Linked DNA regions of Pan troglodytes: region 1 is linked to region 2. The links are chromatin contacts, called in public HiChIP or PLAC-seq maps. All regions are on one chromosome and are shown on one strand. The core of a region is the stretch at or near the end of the contact, and the rest is flanking DNA. Distances in the headings are between cores, read along the strand shown.

The links. HiChIP or PLAC-seq counts read pairs in DNA pulled down with a chosen protein or histone mark.
Region 1: an H3K4me3 HiChIP or PLAC-seq map of stem cell-derived excitatory neurons shows a contact between it and region 2, with 2.1 times the contacts expected there. The contact joins the promoter of NEUROG2 here to the promoter of FAM241A in region 2. A contact is called at or near these places in 1 of 1 datasets of contacts at active chromatin or transcription factors (stem cell-derived excitatory neurons) and 1 of 1 other capture datasets (stem cell-derived neural stem cells).

The regions. Positions count from the first base shown.
Region 1 is chr3:113,973,612-113,978,989 of NHGRI_mPanTro3-v2.0_pri, forward strand. NEUROG2 (neurogenin 2) reads right to left here and starts at 1,312. Exons shown (of 2, transcript XM_001142826.8): 1 at 921-1,312; 2 at 1-546. The coding sequence starts at 545. It overlaps LOC107974373 (a long non-coding RNA gene), which reads left to right and starts at 1,691. Exons shown (of 2, transcript XR_001717086.4): 1 at 1,691-2,116; 2 at 2,884-3,104.
Region 2 is chr3:113,599,368-113,604,431 of NHGRI_mPanTro3-v2.0_pri, forward strand. It overlaps FAM241A (family with sequence similarity 241 member A), which reads left to right and starts at 2,752. Exons shown (of 2, transcript NM_001243959.1): 1 at 2,752-3,088. The coding sequence starts at 2,936.

The DNA.
Region 1 (5,378 bases), core at 62-2,561, 370 kb after region 2:
GGCAGGCCCCCGCCGCCGCCCCCGCAGTGATCCGCCAGGCGCAGGGTCTCGGTGAGCGCCCAGATGTAGTTGTGGGCGAAGCGCAGGGTCTCGATCTTGGTGAGCTTGGCGTCCTCGGGGAACGTGGGGAGCACCTCGCGCAGCGCGTCCAGTGCCGCGTTGAGGTTGTGCATGCGGTTTCGCTCGCGGTTGTTGGCCTTCAGTCTACGGGTCTTCTTGATGCGCTGCACCGTCTCGGCCGTCTTGGCGCCTCGGGAGACGGCCCGCGCCCGGGAAGGGCGCCGTTTGCAATCGTGTACCAGACCCAGCAGCCGTGCGGGCCGGCAGCCCTCCGCACCCGCAGCCACGCCGCCCCGCGCCCCCTGCCCGGCCTCAGCCCCGCGCTGCCGACGCGCCCCGCCTGACGCGCCCGGCTCCTCCTCCTCTTCTTCGTCGGCGCTGGATGACAGCGGGGTCAGGGCCGCCAAGGCGGGGGAGGCCGATCCGAGCAGCACTAACACGTCCTCTTCCTCCTTCAACTCCAAGGTCTCGGATTTGACGAACATCCTACCGAAGAGAGAGAGGAAGGGGAAAAAGGCAGTGAGGTGTAAGGAAAGAAACAGAGGCGCGATCTTCGTGTCACAGGGGCGTGCTCCGGCGCGCACCCGAGAAGACCAGCTCCGAATGGCGCGGAGCAGGAAGGCGAAGGAAGAAACCCAGGCAGTGCTAACCAAGGTCAGGAGCGCCGCTAGCGCTCGCTGTGACCCTGCCGCCAGTCAGCCGGGTCCTGCCCTCCGCGGGCCGTCCTGCGTTCCCTCCCCGAGAAGGGAATGCGGCCTCCGCGACAAAGATTCTGCGCGGAGCAGAGGGCGTGCGGGTGTGGTTGGACTGAGTGCGGGGAAACCACCTGCGTAGTTGGAAGCGGTGGCTCGAATACTTACTTAGTTGGCTCTAACTGTGCCTCAGCGTTGCTGTGACTTTGGCGTGTGCCGGGAATCTCCGCGCAGCTGCGAGCGCAGCGCCGCGTCCTTCGCGCGGCGTGAAAGCTGCAAGCCCGGCGCTACTGTGGCGCAGCTCCGCGGGGGACCTCTGCGACCGGCGAGTTTGCCAAGAGCCCCGGCGGCGGCGGCGGCGGCCCGCCCGGGTCTCGTGTGTTGTGGTGGTGGTGCGTGTCTGTCTGTCAGTCAGTCCCTGGCCGTGCGGCTCCTGGCACGCGACTCCCAGGCACTCCAGTTAAAGCGAAGCTGCTTGTGGTTCAGTGGCTGCGTGTCTGGCACACGACTCTCCTTAAAACCCCTTATATACCACCAAGAAAACAATCAGATCTGCCCCGGGCCCCCTCCTTCCCCGCCACCGCCTCCTCCTCCTGTCAGTCCTGCCCCCCTTCTCCCCCGCTTTTCCCTCCTCTGGCTTATTCTTTTCATTGCATTATCATCATTCATTTCTTTCTCTTTCTTCACCGCCTTTCCCCCTCCCTTGGCCCTGCCATCCATCCTCCTCCTCCTCCCACCACCCCCGCCTCTCTTTTCCCCCTTTATCTAATCAGCATAAAATGGTTCTAAAGCTCCTGTTGGAGCTCCGGGCTGCGGCCGGAGCTGGCGAAGCCGCAGCGGCCGCAGAAGCTCAAGCTGCGGCTGTTGTCGCCGCCGCTGTCCATTGTGATTGGTGGCTCGCGCTCGGCTGGAGCGTGCCGCTAATTTATTAATGAATGGAGGTCGCGAGGCGCAGCTGGCCAATCAGGGCGCCCTGGACTCCGGGAGGCCTGCGAGCCACGCGCACCGGAGCCCGCTCCCTTTCAGCAGCTCATTAGGGGCCCGAGCGCTGGGGGCGGATGGGGGGACCCGTGCTACCGCCCCCGCCTTCGTCCTCGCTGCCGCCGAGGCTCCCCCCGCCCGGCGCGCGCGCAGGCACCGCACCCGGCGCTGCCGGCCCTCCTAACTCCCGGGTGATGGGAACTAGGAATTAGTTAATGGGGGTCAGAATCCCGGGGAAAGCAGTTAGCCCTGTGGTGCTGCCGGGCGTCTCTTGGCAAAGCCTCTTAGGGGTTGTATCAAATAGTAAACGATTTTAAAATTGATTCATTTGGTTAGGGGAGGAGAATGGCGTGGATGGAGAGATGTGGACACCTCGTGAACAAGTGTGTTTGGGGTCCGTCGAAACGGCGTGGGAGAGTGAAGGGAGAGGACACTGGGGATTCAAACAGGCGTCTCTTGGGAGGGGAGGTCGGATAGGGGAGCAGTTGATGAGCTTTCAGAGGATGTGAGAATGAAATCACTCACATGTTAGAGCTGAAAGGATCCCCCTCATTTTACATACAGGAAACTGAGGCTCCGGGCACTGATGCAGGTTTTGCTGGGGTTAACCCAGTTTATAGCCTGGAGGGACAGCAAGGAGGCTTCCTGCGTGGGTGGCAGCGAACCGAGCGGGAGGAGCGGCAGAGCTGCTGCTCCTGCAAGCAAATGCGCTGCGCTGACATTTCTGTGACCTCTGCTCCGCGCTGGGGGGCGTTGTAGGGACAAGGGGCCCATCTTCCCAATTCTGCTTTTCAATGACAAAAAAGAGCTGAAGGGCTACTGGACCTCGGGGGAAACTTGTTCTGAATTGCTCGTTAGCCCTCCCCACTTTCCCCACGTTCATGCCCACCCTCTTGTCGACATGGGGATGGATCCGGACTTCAGTAGACCGGAGTGGCGTCCCTTGAGATCCCCTTTGCAAATTAACTTTAGGCAAGGCACAGTTGGAGTGTTAGGAGTGGAAGAGTAGAAGGGAAAGAGAATGCTGTCTTCTGGTTTCTGTCTCCCTCAGTTTGTAGGACTTAGAAACAAGCTGTATTCCAAAGACGGGGTGGTTAAATTAGCTGTTAGTATTTTGGCATGGCTTTAATTTGTTTAATGTTTTCTTCAGGGAGGTAACAAGGAGGATTGGAAGGCACAAAGTAAAGAAAATGAAAATTAGAAACTTGTGAAAAGGAGCATTACCCATTGCAGTTCTTCAAACTTCAGACTTCCTTCTGTCTTGGAATTATTTGAAAACTATCATGATTTCCACTTTGCTCTTTGATGTTTGTGTTTTCATATTCTCCCTTTTTAAAGCAAATTCCCAAAATATAAAAGCATCATTTGCCAGTTTCCTCCTCGATTATTTTAGAACAGCTAAATTTCATGTGTTAGAAGTGCAGAAATGAAAATGAAAGAAGAAAAGAGAGACACTTTCAATGTTTCTAGCACACAGCACCTGCCTCTCACATATCTTTGGGTTTCTGTCTATCATGAACCTGCAGAATCAGAACTTCATAAAAAGTTTGACCAAGCAAAAATTATGCTAGAAGTGCTTACCTTTGCTGCTGTACACATGAGCGTTAATTTATAGGCAATTATCACTGATACGAAACAAGAAAATACTCTTCTCATAGTCCCCCTAAAAGAAAACACTCTTCTCATAGTCCCCCTAAAAGAAAACCTGCCAAGGATGTGGATGTGTCCAGTCCAGTAGGGACTGAAGGAACATGTGGGAGCAGACACAGAATTTGTTTGTAAATTTGAATAAAATATAAGGACAAGGAAGCTAGGTTCTGAGGAAATGATCAAGACTTTTAAAAACAAATACCTGAATGATAGGAGGAACCTTGGTTTTTCAGTCTTTAGATATCTATATCGCTTCACAGGAGTTGCCTGCAAAGAAATACAAGCCAAAATAGATTAATGTAATGAAAACAAAGGAAAATTTATTTTAGTGTCAGTGGAGATACCTGTCTTTGGACACGTTGCTTTAAACTTTTGGTTTAGCTAGGAAGTGCTGGGTTGATTTAATGATAAAATATATTTGGGGGAAGAACAGAATTGGAATCCAGTTAAGTAGAAGTAGAGACTTAAAGGGAAACTTGGTGAGCCTCATATAACCCCAAATAACAATGAGATCAAGCTGGGTTTGATGCTTAGTGCCAGTGAAACACACAATGGATTTCTTTAGTTGATTGTTAACAGTATTTGGACATCTGACTCTCCAGTTTTTTTATTCTCCCAGGATTTTATGTTTTTATGACTCACTGAAAGGGCACATGTTTTCCTGTGACAAAATCCAAACCTTCTATACTGTCTGTGAGTGATAAGTTAATAATGCATATTTAAGTATATCCTACACAGATGCTTAGTAATGGTAAAATTGTATTAAGGTAAACTACACACTTCCTATTCTGGAAGTTTCCTGCAAAAGGAAAAACTATTCCAACAATGTCAAGAAACTTAGGATTATGTACATATTCAAACATTGCTATAAATCAATTTCTAATCACTAAACGTAAAGCCATCATCGGGTTTATAGAATTTTATTTTTTTTAATGAGGGCTTCTTTGGGCATATGCAGTGATGTATGTCTGATTACTATAAAAAGTACATCTGTAAATGAGAACACGTGGACACAGGGAGGGGAACATCACATACTGGGGCCTGCGGGGGTGGGGGGAAGAGGGCTGGGGGACAAGGGGAGGGAGAGCATTAGGACCAATACCTAATGCATGCAGGGACTTAAAATCTAGATTATGGGTTGATAGGTGCAGCAAACCGCCACAGCACATGTTGAAACAAACCTGCACATTCTGCACACGTATATCCCAGAACTTAAAATGTAAAAAAAAGTATAAAACAATTTTTTAAAGTACATCTGTTAAAAAAAAAAAGACGCTCTCTATATACCCTGAAACTCTTAAAAATTTTGGTTGTGTGTTTGTACTGTAGCCTTCAAGAGCTGACTTACACTTGATCACAGAGCATTTCTGAAAATATTTCTCACTGTGAAAAATATCATTTTTAAAAAGAAAAGAAACACCCAAGGACAACCTCATACAATCCAAAGACCAACTGTTCATACTCACAGTTGCCTAGATAGCAGAATTGTATTTGTTCAGCATTTTGCTTAGTTTTGCAGGAAAAAGAAAGCAATTTCGATTTGTACTCAGCTTTGCGAAGGCATAACTAATGCCAAATATCCTTAGCTGTACTCTTCTAGCACTCTTTTAACTTAAATAAATTCAAGAGGCACTTGTGTGGTCTAAAAGATTGTCCAGATGAAACGAGGCTGAAATGTTCTGTGAAGGGGGAGGGGAGTGAGTGAATAGCATCAGCCAGGATGGTGACCGAGGGCCGCTCCTGTCCATTGCATGAACTGTCCTAAGGGGTCAAACTGTTCATCTTCAGCCCTTCTTTCAGTGCAGAATCCTACTTTAAGAGAACAAAAGCTCAAAGCAGACAGTTTTCAAGAAATGGGAGCACAATGATTTAAACTCATCCCCAAGCCTCAGAAAGAATGGGAGCTGAGTGCGTGTAGTGAGAGACAAGTGGAGTAAGGGGAGGGGTGAGAGGGTGGGGATCTTTAGAAAGTCTTTGTTGCTTCTAAGAAGCTTG
Region 2 (5,064 bases), core at 1,502-4,001:
ACAGCTTAAAGAAAAACTCACTCACTAAATTAAAGGTAAATGATATTAGGAAAAAAAAAAAAAGGTTCTGCCTTCAGTCCTAGGTGGAGATCCAAGGATTCTGGCTACTCTTTGGTAAAAGTTCTTGGCTTCTGCCAAGAAAATAACACAAGAATTGGATTAAAATGAAGCTTCATGAGAATAGGGACCTAGACCTGGGCCAAACGCCTAGTAGTGTTCAAAAAGAGAATAGGGACCTAGACCTGGGCCTAAAGCCTAGTAGCGTTCAATAAATACCTGCTAAAAAACTGAATTAATACACTTCTCAAAGACTCAAGAAGCCGGAATCTACAAAAGACCAGACAGTATACTCTAAAGGAATTTTGTAAGACTTGTCCCCTAAGCTGAACAAAGCTAACCTCTGTATTGTACCTGCCCAGCTATATAAATACTCTGTGCCTTCTGAGTCCATTTATATATAAGGAATTTCTGCTCACTTTAGCCTGATTGAAGAGTGCATAGTTGTTTGACTTATCAAGTTGCCAATCAAACGCTATGAGGGAGAACTTCAAAATGTGCCTTAGTTCATGGGGTTGGCAGTAAAGAGCTGATGTTCTCTGGGTTGCTGTATATAATTCCAAAGTTTTATCCAAAAAAGTTGATTTTTATTTTTTTATTTTTTTGAGACGGAGTCTTGCTCTGTCACCAGGCTGGAGTGTAGTGGCGTGATCTTGGCTCACTGCAACCTCCGCCTCCCGGGTTCAACTGATTCTCCTGCCTCAGCCTCCCTAGTAGCTGGGACTACAGGCATGTGCCACCACACCCAGCTAATTTTTGTATTTGTAGTAGAGACGGGGTTTCACCATGTTGGCCAGGATGGTCTCCATCTCTTGACCTTGTGATTCGCCTGCCTTGGCCTCCCAAAGTGCTGGGATTACAGGCGTGAGCCACCACGCCCAGCCAAAAAAAAAAGTTGGTTTTTATAAGAAACACTACTAATAGGCAAACCAAAATTCCAAGAATGAAAATGTTGCCTTCAGGGGAAAAAAAATGAGGCCCATCAGAGAGGCTACTGGGTTCCCATGGTGACATTTGTTTCTGATTGTATGTATATAATATTAAATACTCTTTTCTGGGGTTTTAAAGACTTTTAAGAAAGGGAATGAACCAGATTCATTTTCTTTCTAATTTTTGATATCCAACGGCATATTTTCTGGCCCCTAGAGAGATTGTTTGTGGGGGAGAGACAATCAGAGAGGGCATGTGTGAGAAACTATGTGTGAGAGATGGTGTGTGCGAGAGGTTGTATATGTGTGAGAGAGACTGTATGTATATGAAATCATGTGTGTATGAGAGGGATTGTGTGTATGAGAGATTGTGGGTGTGTGAGAAAGACTGAGAATCTCCTGACTACAAAAAACAGGAAACAGTTCTTTAAAATAAGCCTATGAGAGTCTGCCTATTTTAATTCCTTCTCTGGGCCTGAAAACATTTTAATAGAAGATCCCAAATAACTCTTACTCTTCTCCATGTGTACACATGTTTACTTTCCATATTTACTTTTCTGTATTTTACCTGTACAATAACCCATCATTTTCTCCATGTACAGATAAGGCATACACAGAAAAAATGTGATATTTTATTTAAACACCCCTCCATTTTCCTTGAATAAAATGGATGGAGTAGTACAAAAAATAATTATCAATTGGATATATTCCCCTCACCACCCACTGAGAAAGACATATTCTTACCCAGTTACAGAAAGATACATCATTTGATACACCATCAAACGACCCAAGGCTCCAACAAACAACACACACTAGGAAGCACTCAACAGAAAGGGACAAATACACAGACCTTCAGTGAGACACTAGGAAAGGAGGCTAAAGGAACAAGAGGGACAGTGAAATGTGTGTTCCTTGAAAAGGATGGGCAGATACTCAGGCAAGAACAGGGGGACCCTGCTGGAGAGTGTAACTGGGTGCATGTGTGTGTTTCTCTCTCACATACAAACCCACACACACTCATCTCTTATACAAATGCGCTTTCTCTTAAATATATCCATTGGCTCTCTGACACAAGTAGTTTCTCTTTCACACTTGATCTCTCTCAGTTTCTGTTGTTCCCTCATACAATCTCTCTCTCACACAGTCTCTTGCATACACATACAATCTCTCTCTCTCTTTCTCTCTCTCTCTCTGAAACGGGGTCTGGTTCTGTCGCCCAGGCTGGAGTGCAGTGGTGTGATCTCTGCTCACTGCAGCCTCGACTTCCCGGGCTGAGGCGATCCTCCCACCTCAGCCTCCTGAGTAGCTGGGACCACACTGCCACCACCACGCCCGGCTAATTGTATTTTTAGTAGAGATGGGGTTGCCCAGGCTGGTCTCCAACTCCTGGGCTCAAGCAATCTGCCCGCCTCGGCCTCCCAAAGTGCATACAATCTCTTATACGCAGTTTGTTTGATATAGAATCTCTCTCACACACACACACAAATCACGCTCAGCGTCTCTCACGCTCTAACGGTCTCTTACGCACAATGTCCCTCATACATACACACAGCCTCTCTCATCATGTACAATCTCCCTCATGCAGTGTATGTCCATAGTTTTTCACACAACACCCTTCTCTCAGTCTGTCGGCCTCTCTCTCAATCACACACACACACACACACACACACACACACACACACACACACACACACACCCCGTTGGCCCCGCCCCCTGTCTTGGCCCCTCCCCTGTATGGCTCCGCCCCGACGGCCGGGGGTTGGGCGAGCCAGTGACAGGAGGGGCCGGGCTGGTACTTCAGGCGCCCAGGCCGGCGGGGCGCGCTCCGGCGGCTCCTGTCAGCGGCGGGTGCGGCGGATCCCAGGGCAGCCTTCGGGCGGCGGCGCTGCCTGGTGCGTCGCGGCGTGGTCCTCCGGCGGCTGTCCGGGGCGGCAGGAGTTGGCTGCGGGATGTGCTCAGCCGGGGAGCTGCTGCGGGGCGGCGACGGCGGGGAACGCGACGAGGACGGGGACGCGCTGGCGGAGCGGGAGGCGGCAGGGACCGAGCGGGATCCCGGGGCGAGCCCGCGGCGGCGCGATCAGCGGCCGAAGGAGAGCGAGCAGGTGAGCGCGGGGAGGGGCGGCGGCGAAGCGGCCGGATCGGGGGCCGCGAGCCCCGCCCGGCGGTGGAGGGAAGGGGCCCGGCCCGCGGGCCGCGCCGCAGGTCTGCCCCGCGTGGGCACTGGCTCCGCGGCGCTCTGGGAAGTCGCCGCCGGGAGCTGTTAGACGGCGCTCCCGGGAGGAGCGGCGGGGTCGCGCGAGTGCAGACGCCAGCGCCGGCCCCGGGGTCGCGTGTCTGGCGGGGTCAGCGTGGCTCGTCCCCTGGCGTCCGGCAGAGGATTCTCAGGCTGGCGCCCAGGGCTCGGAGGAAATGCCCTCCATAGCGGTGATTTATTTAAAAGCCTCACTTGTAAACACTTCTTTTTCAACTTCGAGTCCGTGCCCTGCGCCAGGTTTAGGAGCCGGCGGCTCCCCTCCCGCCCTCCATCTTGCGTTTCCGAGCCCACACCTAGCGTGTCTGGAAGGTGTGGGTGGATTCCGTCCACGGGCAGCGCTGAAAGCATGAGTAGGAGCGGGTGTTACAATGGATGTCTTGACAGGGACTCTCCCAGAGCACGTTCTTCATAAATACAGATGAGATCAAAGCTTCAGTTAAAAAGTGGAGAGGCAAGAATATTGCTTTCGGTTAGTATTATACTAAAGAGAAAGAAGTATAAGAGGCCAGCCATAGTAAGGGAAAAGAGAAGTTGCGTAATTTTTTAAACTCGCTGAGTTTATCTCATTTAAATAAAGTGTGATAATGGGCATTATAACATCAAATATCTTAAAGATTAGGCAAAAGGTTTAATTTTAAAAATTGAATTGTATGTTGGATGAATTTTCTACAGCAAATGCAGTATTTAGACTTTCCAAATACCTGAGGTAAGCCGCTCTTTAGACTCACATTAAGGAGCAGGAATTCAAATGATTATTGGCCTTTATTACAGCCTGTACTGTTAGGACAATTAATACCTGTCTCGCCTCATCTTTCTTCATCTGTCCTTTCTGTCACATTTCACAAATTCCAGTATCATCACTAAATGCATTAATAGATGTATACCTTATATTGTTTCAATAGGTTACTTAGGAAACAGAGTAACACTGTGCGGCACACAAAATATGCCTTAGCGTTAGGTTTGATCACCACGTGGAGTGTAATTTTTCATCTGTGACAATATAAGAGAAAGTGACTCAAGCAAATAATTTGGTAGCTTGTTCTTCGGATTCCCTTCCTAGTGGTTTTTCCCGTTAACTGTACTCATTTGCTCAAGGGCTTGATTTCCTCTAACTTAAATTGCTCAACTGGAAAAGTGAAGAAGACAGCACAAGAATTCCTTTGGGGGTGGGGAGGGGGTGCATTTGAGCAGGGGTTTCCAAAGTAAATTTTCAAATAGTTGTAAGGGAGCATATAAAAATACTTCATTTAAGCTTCTGTGTACTTCATTAGTATGATTATGTAGACATCACTAATAGTTGTGGTCTTTCCAAAATTGCTTATGGTACAAAGTAAAAGGATAAAACAAAAAATGAAAAGTACATCTTAGAAAACATATCACTTTGCATACCTGCCTCCTTCATTGAATGTCATGAAAGTTCATTCTCCTGTACTCCTTTGAAGTGTTATTTTTATCATTCTCTTTTTGCCTCAAGATTTATTAATGTATTCTAAGCCCCCATACACAATAATTGAAAATCACACCGGAGATAGGCATTTCCTACTGCATTAGCACCAAAGAAGACTTAGTCAAGAAGCCAAAAATAAGCAAAAAATTGGTGCAACCCAACCCATTGGTGTAAAAAGCAAGCTTTTCTGATAAAACGTTTCTTGGTAATGTTATCACAAAGCCTTGTTTTCTAGTTTTTTTCAAGTCCTGTAAATGAAATTATGCATTGCCATGTAATGATGGTAGAAATAGTATTACATGTGTAAAGATATTTGAGGAAGAAACGAAATTAACAACTATGGAACATATCCCAAGGACTCATTTTATTTAGTTTTT